5 separate regions of the Mus musculus genome follow, and regions 1, 2, 3 and 4 are each linked to region 5. The links are chromatin contacts, called in public Hi-C and promoter capture Hi-C maps. All regions are on one chromosome and are shown on one strand. The core of a region is the stretch at or near the end of the contact, and the rest is flanking DNA. Distances in the headings are between cores, read along the strand shown.

Region 1 (2,700 bases), core at 23-2,522, 3.7 Mb after region 5:
ATTCTAGCACTTGGGAGGCTGTGACAGCGGGTTTGTGAGTTCTTTTTGTTGTTGTTTTGTTTTGTTTTGTTTTTTGTTGTTGTTTGTTTGTTTGTTTGTTTTTTTTGGAGACAGGGTTTCTCTGTATAGCTCTGGTTGTCTTGGAACTCACTTTGTAGATCAGGCTGGCCTCAAACTCAGAAATCTGCCTGTCTCTGCCTCTCGAGTGCTGGGATTAAAGGTGTGTGCCACCACGCCCAGCTCATGCTTGTTTTTTTAACTCATCCATTTTAGCACTGTCCTTCCTATGTGTCTTGGACAGTTTTTCTCCAGATATTCCCAGTAACAGTCCTGAAATGACCTGAGAAATGACATCCTTTCAGAAAACACATACCTCTTTGGCTCCACCTTGCTCATTTTTCTTCACTCTATCCTCTTGTCCTGATCTCCCCCCCCCCCCATAATAGCAGTCATAGTCTGAAATGATCTCATTCACTGTATTTATCCAACTTTTTTATCCAACTTTTATTTTTATTTATCCAACTTTTGCAGGTGCCCATCAATGTTTTAAGCACTTTACACCCTAACCCATTTACTTTCCCACAATTCATGAAGTAGGCATTTTTAGTATTTTATAGATGAGGTAGCTGCCATTCATATGGATAAAGGGGCTTCCCTGGCAAAAGCATCTCATTTGCTAACTCTGTAAAGAACCTCTCAGGACACATGCTGTGAAACCTCTCTTGGAAGGTGGAACATGTAGAGTCCTTGGGCTTCACCCTCGATCAATCAATCAATGGTTTAACAAGATTCCCAGGTGATTCCTAACAAAGTTTAAATCATGAACAATTAATTTTCTTGAGTAATACCTCTTACAGTAAGTAGACACACACAGCTCACTCCAGTAACCCCAGAAAACCAATCAAGACCAGAGCAATTGGAAAAGTCAAAGTTTTGACGACCCCCCCCCCCCCCCCCGCATGATAAACATCTATGTGGTTTTGGGGTACTTCTCCCCCTACACCCTCAGATAACCATGGACATCTTTTCACACTTGGCGCCTTTGAGCTTTGAAAACTCTGAAGGGAAAAACCAAGGGGAGGAGTTGGAAGGTGGAACAGAAAACAGCCCAGTGGTTAATAAGAACTCCTGCCCAAAACAAACCTCGCCTTCAGCCCTGAAGGAAAATGGCGCCCGCAATATATGCAGTTCTGGTCTCGAAGCGTCAGCCAATAGGAGATCCGAAGCGCCGGAAGTAGCCGCCCCTAGCCCCTCCTCTGGGCACCTCCCCTCTTTCGGGAGGATGAGACAGCCAGGGGGCTGTGGCGGAGCTGTGGTTGCTGGGTGACAGTGGGGAGCAGGGACGGAGTGAGTGTCCGCTGGCGGGTGGCGACGTCCGGGGTGACCTTCGAGCTCCGGACCGGCGCAGCGCGAGCGCCCTGACGGGCCGGGGCGGCGGGCCGGGCAAGGGCGACGGGCGGCCAGCCTGAGGGAAGGCCCTGTCCAGGTAGGAATCCACCCGGCTGGGCAGGCTCTCGGCCCACGCGGCTTCCTCTCCCCACGCACCTCCTCCGCGCCGTCAGTTCAGGATTCCGGAGGGAGCCACCCTCCTGGTGGCCACGGCGCTTCTTTTCACGCACACCAGCGTTAGCGTGTGCTTGTCTTTGGTGGCTTTTCATAGGAGCTTCCAGGTAGAACGTCTTTTACTTTAAATTCAACATTCCTTTAAGTTTGGGGACTTTGGCTTGAAGCCTTCCTTCATGCCTTCTTTAAGTCTTGACTCCGTAATTGTGACGAAAGCTGCTACCTTCTTGGTGTCTGTACTGCATTAAGACTTGGGCATTCTTTTATTTTCTTCGCTAACTGGGAAACTTAGTTTAGCTAAACTAGTTTCATCTTCACTCGAGGAAAATAAATTAGGGATTACAACCAAGATTTTTGTTACTAGCTTTTACCGATTTTACATTTATTTACATATCTACTCTTCCAGGATTGAAGATTGAGCCCCTCCCAGGTCTCCCATGCTAGGCAAATGCCATTGTATCCCTAAACCGGTTTCTAAACTGAGTGTCACTGAGAGACCCAGGCAAGCCTTGATCTCACTCTGTTGCCTCTTGTAGACTTGAATTTTCAGCTTTTCCTGTGTGACACTCCTGAGTAACTGAATTACAGGTAACATGACAGGAGGCAAATTTCTCTTTTTTTAATGGGAGATCACTCGAGAGTAATCTTTGGTTTCTGACTAACATGGTTTCTGTAAATAAATAAATAATACTAAAAAGTATTTTATCTATTTGGCCAGGTTAATTTTTTGCTATTAGGAAATTGAGGCATGAACTAGCAGGTATCAGACTAAGCATGATTTTAAATGTTTGCTCTGTTTTTAGATTTTTTAATGTGTATGTTTTTCTTCCATATACGGATGCATGTTTCACCACAGTTTCTGCGCAGTGCCCTTGAGGTCAGAATAGGGCATAAGATCCCCTGGAACTGGAGTTACAGGTGGTTGTGAGCTACCAATTTAAGTCCTTCTGAAGAGCAACAAGTGTTTTAAAGCACTGAGACATCTGCCTAGCCCTGGAGGCATGCACATTTCATTTCTTCTTTCTTCTTCTTCTTCTTCTTCTTCTTCTTCTTCTTCTTCTTCTTCTTCTTCTTCTTCTTCTTCTTCTTTTGTTTTTGTTTTTGTTTTTTATTTGTTTGATTTTGAGACAGGGTTTC
Region 2 (2,700 bases), core at 188-2,687, 3.7 Mb after region 5:
GATGGGGTTGGGGGAGGGTGTCAGTGACAACCGGCTGAATACCAGGTGATTGACAGCAAGAACAGGGCGCTGGGCTGGTGAGACACACGAACCGTGGCTGGGACTTTGCAAGTGACTTTGGATATAAGTTACCCCACTCGATTTAGCTATTCACGTACAATTAGTTGAACCTTAAGGGCTTTAGTTACAAAACCGAGAAACACTCACAAATTGTACTGAAACCTCTTTAACTCTCACCCAGATTAGGGGGTTGGGGTGGGGCAGCTCAGTGGATGAGAGCTAGGATTATATTTAAAAATGTTTTAAAATATATATATTTTATTTTTATCTGTATGAGTGTTTTGCCTGAATGTATGTCTGTGCACCACTTGTGTTCCTGGCGCCCATGGAAGCCAGAAGGCTTCAGGCGACCTAGAACTGGATTTACACGTGAGCTCAGACGTGAACCTCATTGTGGGTGTTGGGAATAAAACCTGAATCCCCTAGTGGAAGAGCCAGTTTTCTTAACAGCTGAGCCATCTCTCCAGCCCCTGGACTCCATTCTTAACACTGAAGGAGGAGCGAGAAAGAAAACACACAGCCGCACTCTGGACTGTTGCTTGTAACGCTGAGGGCTCACACCTCAGCACTCACCCTGCCAAGCACAGACAACCACCGAAATCTACTGTCAGCCCGAGGGATAATTCAAAAACAATGTTCACAGTTATTTATGCTCATCTAATTTAATCCTTTGCTTATTGACGGTCAAGGTACGAAAAGGATTTAAATGACAGAATGCAATCCTTTGTGATAACCTCGGTTCACTCCATCAGGTCTTCTTTTTAGGATTTATTTATTTTTGTATTTAGGTGGGGGGATGGGGAGGTGTGTATGCCTGCGGAGGCTTCACATCCCTTGCTGTTGAGTTACAGTAAAGGCGTTTGTGAACTATCATGTGCATGCTTTCTCTAGAAGAGAAATAAAACTCTCTTAACTGGGGGGAGCCATTTTTTCAGCTCTCCCTTCTCTAACTCCACCTCCAATCTCCCAAGACTTCAAGAACCCAGGGTGTGGTCTGAGGACCCATCTCGAGTCACATCGCGTTTTTTCTCGGCCCTGGACTTATCTAGCCCGGATGTTGGGATTTGAGGACAACCACCATGCGTGAAACACTAATGATCCTGAAGACCCTGAGGATCGATCACTGCGGCCTTCCAGGAAACCGATGAGTGGGACAGCGCTGACCTCAGGGGGGAAGGTGGCACGGCCCGGATGTGCCCGTAGGGGACGCTAGACAGCACTGCTAGTCTCTCCTTGTCCTGCTGTTAGGCCCCGCCCTTAGCATGAAGCCACGCCCCCTCCATGCTCAGGCCACGCCCTCATCCTTAGGGTTCCCGCCCCCCGTCCCCCATCTTTACTCTCGCGGCCCGCTGTGGCGCATGCGCGGGGTGACGGGGTGAGTGCTGCTGGGCCTGGCGGGCAGGGAAGGGCAGGGCCGGGGAGGGCGCGGGCGGCTGGGCAGGGCGCGGGCGGTGGCCCGGCAGCCCCCTCCGTCCCATCATCCGGGCGTGTCTCGCCGGAGCTGCGCTGCTACGTGAGGTGAGGGCCGGCCTCCGGGGCCTGCGTGCCAAGCGAGGGCCGCGGGGCGAGCGGGGCCTGCCCGGCCCGGTGCGTGTCGGCCGCTCGGGTGGACTCGGCGGCGGGGGGGCCTATGCCGGCCTGCAGGAGGCTGCTCCCGCGGGAGACGCTGGAGTCCAGCGGGGACCCGGCCCTGAGTCCTCACGGACAGAGGCTCCCAGGAGAGGCCAATCAGACCAGCGCTCTTCGAATTCCTGTAATCTGTGACAGGGACTTGTGTAGCCTAGGCTAGCCGGAAAGGCGTGTGCCACCACGCCGGGCTTCAATTAGAACGGGAAAATTCTCTTTCTGTTTGAAAATGTACGTGCTTATTGCGTGTATGCATGCGCACGTGTGCCATGGCGCAAGTGTAGAGGTCAGAGGACAACTTTCCAAGAGGCTGTTCTTCCCACCTTGCGGGTTCCAGGGAAGACACCCAGGTCGTCTGGCTTAGCTGTAAGCGCCTTCTGAGCCCTGGAAATATTTTTTGTTTGTTTGTTTTAATGGAGGTGAAAAAATAAAGTGTTATAAACGTCTTCAAAACGCAACGACCCAGTCTCAAAAAATTCGGTGCTGGGTGCTGGAGAGAACACCCAGTTGGAGTAGGTTCATGATTGCCTCCAGATCAGACACCATCTCGGACTACACATGCGCGCGAAAACAGCCTTTTAAAAATATGTCTTGGTGCGGGGCAGTGGTGGCGCACACCTTTAAACCCAGCACTTGGGAGGCAGAGGCAGACGGATTTCTGAGTTCAAGGCCAGCCTGATCTACAGAGTGAGTTCCAGGACAGCTGGGCTACACAGAGAAACTCTGTCTCGAAAAAAACAAACAAAAAAAGTGTCTAGGCATTGTGTGAAGACATCCGAGGTTTCATGAGAAACCTTTGAAAAGGTTTGTCTATGGGAAGCACTATTAAGTGTTGTGAAGGTTCCAGGTGCCAAGATGCCTCTGTGTGGGTGATGTGTTTGTTTTGTTTTTAGGACACAAGAGACTTTATGTGTAATCTTGCCTCAGCCTCCTGAGTGCTGGGATGTCAGCTGTGAGCCACTGAGCTCTGCTGTTGATGTGGAAGAGGGCAGTTGGGCCTTTTTAAAATGGGAT
Region 3 (2,700 bases), core at 79-2,578, 3.9 Mb after region 5:
TGACAACTGTCAATGACTGGCTACTATGGGTTAAGGGTATATTTTGACTATTACTCTAATAATGTTTCTGTTGTCCTGGGGAAATGATGGAAAATCAAGTGTATACCTGCAACATTAAAAAAGAAACGGCAATGTGTTCTATGAATGCATAACTGGTTTTACTGTCTTCAAAATATTTTGCCTCTTTTCTGAGTGATAGGTATTCATTTTTTACAAAACACACACACACACACACACACACACACATACTGAAATAATTTCATTAACAAATTTAAGGTTTATGTATCTGAATGTTTTCCCTGCATATATGTGCACCATGTGTGTGCCTGATACCGTCAGAGGTCAAGGAAGGCATCAGATCAAGATAATGGAAGACGAAATCATTTATTCAAGTTTGCCACCCTGATCAAATTACAACTCTGCAAGGTTTTAAAAAGCTAATTTGCAAAGTTAGTGTAATAATATAGAAGAGACTGCTTCCTTCAATTAATCTGCTCTCTACTATTTCTAAAACTCGGCTCCCTGTTGGCAAGTGTCAGTGAAGAGTAAGCTGTCATTCTCACACTCGCAGACGCAGCTTCTGTTGCCGTAGCTACGCTCATCACTTAACATCTGCCGGACAATCTGTGTACAAAGACGCCGAGGGAAGCCTTCCGTTCACAGCTCAGGACTCCTCGGAAACCTCCCTCCCAACCGACCCAGCCCCAGGACACTGCGAGTCCGAGGAAGCACCGAGCAGCGGATGCTCCCACCGCCCGCGGCGACAGAACGCAGGAGGACTAGTGCGCCAGGATAGGCGACTGCAAGGTCACGCTCTCTGCCTCCGCGGTGGCCTGTCTAGAGCTCTGTTGCATCCTGCAAGAAGCGCCCAAAGGCGGAGGCAGTCATTTCTTCTCTCACCACTTACCCCGAGTGAGCAGCGTCCTTGGGATTTACTAGGGAACAAGCTGCCTTCAGGAACGCTGAGGCTCTTCTACAAATACCCACTAGACTGGTCGCAGCCATGTTTCTAATGGAGACCCACAGTGTCGGTGTCCACGAGGTCACTTCCGCTGGCGGCGTGAGGCAAGTGAAGCAAACAGGAACAGGCTTTGCCCTTACTAAACATGGCCGCTCCCACGGCTCTCGCTTCAATCTCCCAAGTCTGCCATAGAGTTTACAGGGCTCTCTTTGGGCGCCCCACCTACAATGTCGTCACTTTTGTCCGCCAGCGCCTGCCTGTGAAGCTCGCAGGAACGGGCCGCTGCCCTCACTCAATATGGCCTCCTCTAGCGTTCGCCCTCACTGGTGGATTGTCCCTCCCGGCTCCCTTAGCCCTCCCCACTTCCTTCCGTGGCCGGTGTAGCCATGGCGGCCATGAGCCTGCTGCAGCGGGCTTCGGTCTCCGCGCTGACAGCGCTGTCTTGCCGCCGCGCTGGTCCTAGACTCGGAGTCGGAAGTTTTCTCACGCGGAGCTTTCCGAAGACTGTCGGTGGGTGGCGGCCTCGGAGACGCGGGTGAGAGGTGGGAGGGCTGTTTCCAGGTGACCTTGGGGACCTCCGAGGGAGAGAGCGGGGACAAAGTCGGCCTGGGGCTCTCGTGTGAAGAGCTGCTGCAGATCGGATGGCCTTGTTTAAGCTCAGCGTTTGCGAAGCGCCTTGCCACGCCATGCTGGGCGCTGCTCCCTCGCTGCCAGGCTAGGCAGGCATGGAGCTGCTGCCCGCGTCTCCAAGGGCAACTGCACACACTTCGTTGTTGAGACAGGGTCTCGGGGATCCGAGGCTGCACTTGTCCCGGCTCCCGAGGGCTGGGATTGCAGGCTTGCACTGCGTCGCTGGGCTCAGGGCAGAATCAGGGTGCGTGGCACCTGCAGCTGGTTCCAACCCGCAGATAGGAAGTTGCTGAGAAGCGCACTGAAGTGAAGGCTGTCATGGTGTTCCTAGGCACGAGTGTAAAAAGGCTCCAGGTGACAGGCCCGTTAGGCACGGTAATAACTGTGTCCGTGGACCTCACAACATCATAGAAGGCCACGAAAATATTTTATGTTTGTTTTTTTTTTTAAAAGACTAGTGCGAGTGAATGTGTAAAGTTGGGTTCAGCCCAGATTGTATCTGCTGTATGTTAATGCAGTCATGCTTTTCATATGACCTGCGGGTCGCGACCCCTTCATAGGGGTCACCTAAGACCGTAGGAAAACACAGATGTTCACATTGTGACCCATAACAGTAGCAAGATTACAGTTATGGAGTAGCAGTGAAAATAATTTTATAGTTGGAGGTCACAACACAAAGAACTGCATTAAAGGGTTGCAGCATTAGGAAGGTTGAGAACCACTGTTCTCTTAGAAAGGAGCCTAAGAGGGGTAAAGAGCTCAGGTCTCAGGACAGTCATAGAGAGGGCCTTGGTTAGAGATATACAATTTGCCTTGTCTAATATAGAGAAAGACACACACACAAATTGCCCTAAAGCCTATTATATTGAGGCAGTATGCATAGGGACCTTCTGGAACATGCTGGAAAGGATCAGTGCATTTAAAATACCCAGCAGGAATTTACACTGAAGGCAGACTCCATGTGCTGACACTTCTTGGTCATATCCTTTTGACATCACTTTTTTATTGTAAATATCCTCAGATACACAAGTAGAGATCCCTTGAACCCTTCCCCAGAAGTGCTGACTGTAGTCTAGCTGAGCTGAGCTGAGACTCCGTGGTCCCTCTCT
Region 4 (2,700 bases), core at 105-2,604, 5.0 Mb after region 5:
TTTGTTACAGGATATACATATGTGTTTACTATTTTTTGTTTGTTTTTTGGTTTTTGTTTGTTTGTTTGGTTGGTTGGTTGGTTTTTCGAGACAGGGTTTCTCCGTGTAGCCCTGGCTATCCTGGAACTCACTCTGTAGACCAGGCTGGCCTGGAACTCAGAAATCCACCTGCCTCTGCCTCCCAAGTGCTGGGATTAAAGGCGTGCACCACCACGCCCGGCTTATGTGTTTACTTTTAAGATGAAATTTGAAATCACAGTAAAAGTAGGGTTAGAAACCAAGCAGTGAAAATCTGTTTGGAATATTCTGCTTTCTTCATTTCCTTCACCATTTTCGTACCCTGTACCACCCCCTCCCAACAGTTCATTAAACTATTCATATTTCTTTAAAGTTTCTTGGAGAGTTTTTAAGTTAAAAAAAATGTAGGTGGGGTTGTAGCTCAGTGGTAGAGAGAATCCTTGGCTAGCATGCTGAAAACCCAAGCACTAACCAACTCCCTCACTTTCCATTGTACCCCCTCTGGTCTGGTCAACTATCCAGTGTCCTGTCCCTTTCAAAAATCACGTATTTGTCACGAAAGAAAATGAATTCGAAACCCCTGTAACTGGAAAACAAACAAACAAACAAAACAAACAAAAAAACAAACAAAAAACAAACAAACAAACAAAAGCCCTGATGGTATGGGTGTGGTGCCCAGGTGTAGAACAAAGTTGTGTGGGGTTATGGGTTACACTCGGTGTAGAGCTAGCACTGAAGTGTAGCCAGCAAACGCTGGCCAGTTTTAAGTAAGCCACCTAAAGCACTCGGTACCAGTGTGTACCAGGCAGCCCACAGATATCACCCTAGTAGTAGGCAGCTTATCCTAAAACTCCTACAAAGCCACGCCAGAACAGAGCATGCGCGCTGCGCTTTAAAGCTCTCCGGGCTGGTGACAGCCACATCCCTCTAAAAGGCAGCGAGAAACAAGGTGGACACGCCTCCAGCCGCCGCCAAGTCAACTGTAGGTCCTTGTCTGTCTGCCCCACGTCGGTCTAGCAGGCAGCTTTCCTGCGACCGCCACCTTGAGGCAATCCTGAGGGGACGCGGGCGCCGCCCCGGGCAGACAGGACTGAGGAAACTTCCTCCGCGGCCGCCCAGCCACCCTTGCACCGCTGAACTCGGCAGCACCCGGTGAAAAAGAGACCGGAGCTCTGGCCTTGGCGACCTAGGAACCACACAGCCCGACGTACGTGCTAAGCTCAGGCGTCCCCACACGTCACACCTCCAGCCTTACTCCGCCCTCGGCGCCAGACCCGCTTCGCGCTTCCTGCGGGTTCCCGTAGTCCCGCCAGGTCTCGCGAGACTGAGGCAGCTCGCCGCCGCGAGCGCTTCCGGGAGGTTAGCGCGTCCGGGCAGCTTCCCTCGGCTTGCGGGAGCGCGGGCTCGGACGCCGGAGCCTGGCGGGCTCGCCATGGACCGCGACTTGCTGCGGCAGTCGCTGGGCTGCCACGGCCCGGCCCTGCTGTCGCTGCTGCGGAGTGAACAGCAGGACAACCCGCACTTCCGGAGCCTGCTGGGCACGGCGGCCGAGCCAGCCCGCGGCGCGGCGCCTCCTCCGGGAGCCGGCAGGTATCGGGGCCGTGACCCGGGCCGGGGCGCGGGGCGGACAGGAGGGACCGAGCCCCGGGGTGTGTGACCAGGCACTGGCTCCGGGCTGAATGGCCGGGATGCGCCTTCCGAGCCGCCGCCAAAGCTTCCCTGCTCCCGTTTCCAGAGAGAACGGGCTTAAAACTTCTTCCGGAACTCAGTGGGTAAAGTCACTTTCCATCGAGCGGCCTGACCTGACCGATTCCCAGGCTTCGCAAGGGTAGGCGAGAACCAATCCCAGCCTTGTCCTATGATCCCCCAGTTGCACACGGTGGCACATGGACGCCACATCACAGCACTAAATAAATGCATACTGAAAAGCTAAAATAAATAAAACTTCCCCTGGAGACACTAAGCAGGGTTGGGTGATGAAAACTGCCGTACACGAGTTTGGATGTATGAGAGCGTGGATCAGTGAAAAAAAAAAAAAAAAATATATATATATATATATATATATATATATATATATATGTACATGTATATAGTCACCTTTCTTTTAAGGAAAGAGAAGAGAGTTGACAACATTGAAATACAAAAATTCATCTCTAAAAAAGCGGATCTGCTTTTTGCACTGTCTTGGAAATCAGACGCATCTCCACCCTCTGAAGTGCATGACGACAATGACAGTAAGTTTAGTCTGAGAAGCTTTTCAAGATTTACTGGTTAGTTTAAAGCATTTTATCAAAGGAGAAGGAAGTCAGAATGATCGTGGTGATTTGGTTTTATTTTATTCCAGATCTTTATGCGGTCATGCCACCCTTAGAGCAGTTCATGGAGATGCCAAGCATGGACCGGAGAGAGCTCTTCTTCCGAGATATTGAACGTGGTGATATAGTGATTGGAAGAATTAGCTCTATTCGGGAGTTTGGTTTTTTCATGGTGTTGATCTGTTTAGGAAGTGGCATCGTGAGAGATATTTCGCACTTAGAAATCACAGTAAGTCACTCTACACTCATCCCATGCAAAAATTATGTGCTTATCCAAGTCTGTTTACATTTACCTGGTAGGATATTGGGGGGGGAGGGTTAAAGATAAGCTGAAAAAAAAAAAAAAAAACAGTAGTTGTTCTTACCA
Region 5 (2,700 bases), core at 37-2,536:
TTGAGCTGGATCCCACTTTGGGTCTGTAGCTGGACCTTCTTTTCCTCAGGCTCCTCTCCATTTCCATCCAGGTAATTCTTTCAGACAGGAACAATTATGGGTCAGAGGTGTGACTGTGGGATGGCAACCCCATCCCTCACTTGTTGTCCTGTATTCCTGCTGGAGGTGGGCTCTAAAAGTTCCTCTCCCTACTGTAGGGTGTTTCATCTAAGGTTCCTCCCTTTGAGTCCTGGGAGTCTCTCATCTCCTTTAAATAATTGGCTTAAGTGGTTATTGTTATGACACAGAAAGTTGCCAAAGATAAGCAAAACAAAAATTTTAAATGTCAATTAATGGCCTATTTTCAAAATATCTAATGATCATTTTGATCTGCAGAACAGGAAGCCCTTTAGGAAGAAATGTCAACCCTGGCCCCTGCCTGAACATTTGGAACGAAAAGTTTTTGTGATTCTTAAGGCAAAAAGATTTTAAAATTTAATGAAATTGATTTCTTCTAAAACCTCAGCACCACTAGCACCATACCCTACACTGTATTAACGCCTATTACCGATCGCTTGGATAGAACACAACTCTTACATTCTAGGGCCTTTTCCAAATCAACAACTAAAGTCCATCCCATCTCCTGTCCCTAAATACTAGAGTTTCACACTAACAGAAACGTATACTACTGAACACCAACAGCCTCACCACTTTTCTGACCTGGCGTCAATTACAACCGCTCAAAATTCAAATGCTTTTTTACTTTCTGTCATCAAGGTACGTCCATCCTAGTGTACTTTGTAAACATTGATAGTTAGGTTTCAGCAGATTGTGAGTCAGTAAGTAGAAAGTACAATAAATTATGCCTATCCAATAAACCCAAAGTGTACTCAACTTGTTCTTCTCAGAAGGACATCCTCTACCTTAAAAGCTAGGCAAAGCATAGAACTTTTTCTCTGGAGGACTATAATCGCAACATAATAGAGACGATCATAAAGCAACATTGAGAGTCTGCCTTGCCCTGAATTATAACAGATAACTCCTGCATCCCTTGAACTTACTCCACTCTGGTTTGTAAGTTTGCAAAGTCCACAGCCAGAGCAGAGAATCAGTCGGCTCCGGCTTCCCACTCGAAGACGCAGGCGGAAACCAAACGCCAGGGCATCCCCGCCCCCCAACGCCACGCCTCCGTTTCCTAGGTGACTGCCAAGCACTCCGTGCATATCCGGTTCCGAGTTGCGTATTTCGCACGCTCTGCGTATGACGCAGCACGTTTTTATATAAAAGCGTGCGTGCGGCGCAAGCCCGTTCTCTTCCCACGGCTGCAGCTCAACATGGCGCCGGTGAGTGCGCGCGCGTGTGCGGGGCTCGGGTATTACAGGTAGCTATTGCGTCTAGCGAGCGGGAGCGCCGCAGGAGAGAAGGCGGTGGGAAGAGAGTCGGCCTGGCGGCTCGACTGGGACGATAGAATCCGGGTTGCGGAGCCGTCCGTGAGTGCCGTGCGGCCTGCGCGGCGGGAGCCGGGCCCGCGACTAGCTTAGTATCGGCGGGCGCGGTCGGTCTCTGGGCCTCTGGGTTTCTCCATGGCCTGTGGTCACCCTGTCAACGGAAGAGAGCCTAAGTGGCCAGGTCCGCGGTTGCAATGACGTTAGCAGTTTGAAGAGCGTGGTTTAAACATTTGGAAAGTCACTATAACCAAAATTGTTAAAAATAAGGTTGCTGAGTAAGGATTCAAAACTGAGTGACGTCTGATGGCCCCATCGGGACTGCCTGTTCACTGCACGGCAGTGAGCGAGTCCACCCCGTCATTCACTCAAATGCCAGTTCCGGGTTTGCGATAATTGGAGGGTGGTGAAGGTATTATTAATTGGTAGCCATTTAGGTGACTCTGTTTGGACCAATTACAATAAAGCATAAAGAGACCCATTACCCTAAAAATGGTGTTTTAAGTTCAGATAAAACTTGAAAAGCACCCAGGTGGGTGTTTTAATTTGAAATTGGAAATAACATCAGTTACAGTAGGAAGCAGTTCTTCATAATCAAGCAAGATTTCTCTACTAAAATAAGCTTACACTTGGAAGGTACTTAACTGGAAATGATGACGTTTCATGGGAATTGAAACATTGGTTTAAACCAAGCTAATGAGTAACCTTTACATAGAGCACAGGCTCCTTCAGGTGTTGGTCAAGTCTGTGTATAACCCATTATACCAGATGTATGCTGAGTTGGTAATTTTTTTCTTGGGAATTCAGTGTCTAAGCTGAATAAACTGCTTTAATGGCATCATAATTATGTCTAGCAGAAAGACAAGAAGCCTAAGAAGTCCACCTGGAGGTTTCATTTGGACCTTACTCATCCAGTAGAAGATGGAATTTTTGACTCTGGAAATTTTGTAAGTGTCTTACTGTGATTGCATAGTTGTTGGCATTTAAATGTAGTACTTGATATTAACCTAAGCTGTGCTCCTAGGGTACCTTCCCTAGTGACCATCTAGGGTTTCCTTCCCTAGTTTTGCATTCTTTCTGTTTGAAAATAGGAACAGTTTCTACGGGAGAAGGTTAAAGTCAATGGAAAAACTGGAAATCTTGGCAATGTTGTTCACATTGAACGCCTGAAGAATAAAATCACAGTTGTTTCTGAGAAACAGTTCTCCAAAAGGTCTGTTCTTCTGTTTTTACGTTGTGGTGGGATGTCTCGTAGGCATTAGTCTGCGAAAATGGC

The links. Promoter capture Hi-C pulls out the DNA fragments that hold promoters and counts their contacts. Hi-C and Micro-C count contacts between places; a contact is called where the count stands out from the background.
Region 1: a Hi-C map of muscle stem cells shows a contact between it and region 5, with 3 times the contacts expected there. The contact joins the promoter of Mfn1 here to the promoter of Rpl22l1 in region 5. A contact is called at or near these places in 1 of 39 promoter capture datasets (pre-B cells) and 1 of 484 Hi-C or Micro-C datasets (muscle stem cells).
Region 2: a contact with region 5 is called in a promoter capture Hi-C map of liver, with 3 times the contacts expected there. The contact joins the promoter of Zfp639 here to the promoter of Rpl22l1 in region 5. A contact is called at or near these places in 2 of 39 promoter capture datasets (liver and pre-B cells) and 1 of 484 Hi-C or Micro-C datasets (CD8 T cells).
Region 3: a promoter capture Hi-C map of pre-B cells shows a contact between it and region 5. The contact joins the promoter of Ndufb5 here to the promoter of Rpl22l1 in region 5. A contact is called at or near these places in 1 of 39 promoter capture datasets (pre-B cells) and 1 of 484 Hi-C or Micro-C datasets (CD4 T cells).
Region 4: a promoter capture Hi-C map of pre-B cells shows a contact between it and region 5, with 9 times the contacts expected there. The contact joins the promoter of Ttc14 here to the promoter of Rpl22l1 in region 5. A contact is called at or near these places in 1 of 39 promoter capture datasets (pre-B cells) and 1 of 484 Hi-C or Micro-C datasets (pre-B cells).

Annotation. Positions count from the first base shown.
Region 1 is chr3:32,528,210-32,530,909 of GRCm38.p6, forward strand. It overlaps Mfn1 (mitofusin 1), which reads left to right and starts at 1,273. Exons shown (of 18, transcript NM_024200.4): 1 at 1,273-1,486.
Region 2 is chr3:32,509,155-32,511,854 of GRCm38.p6, forward strand. Zfp639 (zinc finger protein 639) reads left to right here and starts at 1,438. Exons shown (of 7, transcript NM_144519.4): 1 at 1,438-1,578.
Region 3 is chr3:32,735,735-32,738,434 of GRCm38.p6, forward strand. It overlaps Ndufb5 (NADH:ubiquinone oxidoreductase subunit B5), which reads left to right and starts at 1,329. Exons shown (of 6, transcript NM_025316.2): 1 at 1,329-1,471. The coding sequence starts at 1,348. Mrpl47 (mitochondrial ribosomal protein L47) reads right to left here and starts at 1,021. Exons shown (of 7, transcript NM_029017.2): 1 at 908-1,021. The coding sequence starts at 1,005.
Region 4 is chr3:33,798,829-33,801,528 of GRCm38.p6, forward strand. It overlaps Ttc14 (tetratricopeptide repeat domain 14), which reads left to right and starts at 1,355. Exons shown (of 12, transcript NM_027619.4): 1 at 1,355-1,608; 2 at 2,128-2,252; 3 at 2,363-2,562. The coding sequence starts at 1,451.
Region 5 is chr3:28,804,222-28,806,921 of GRCm38.p6, forward strand. Rpl22l1 (ribosomal protein L22 like 1) reads left to right here and starts at 1,287. Exons shown (of 4, transcript NM_001347226.2): 1 at 1,287-1,322; 2 at 2,282-2,371; 3 at 2,516-2,637. The coding sequence starts at 1,314. Gm32950 (predicted gene, 32950) reads right to left here and starts at 1,130. Exons shown (of 3, transcript NR_166194.1): 1 at 1,041-1,130.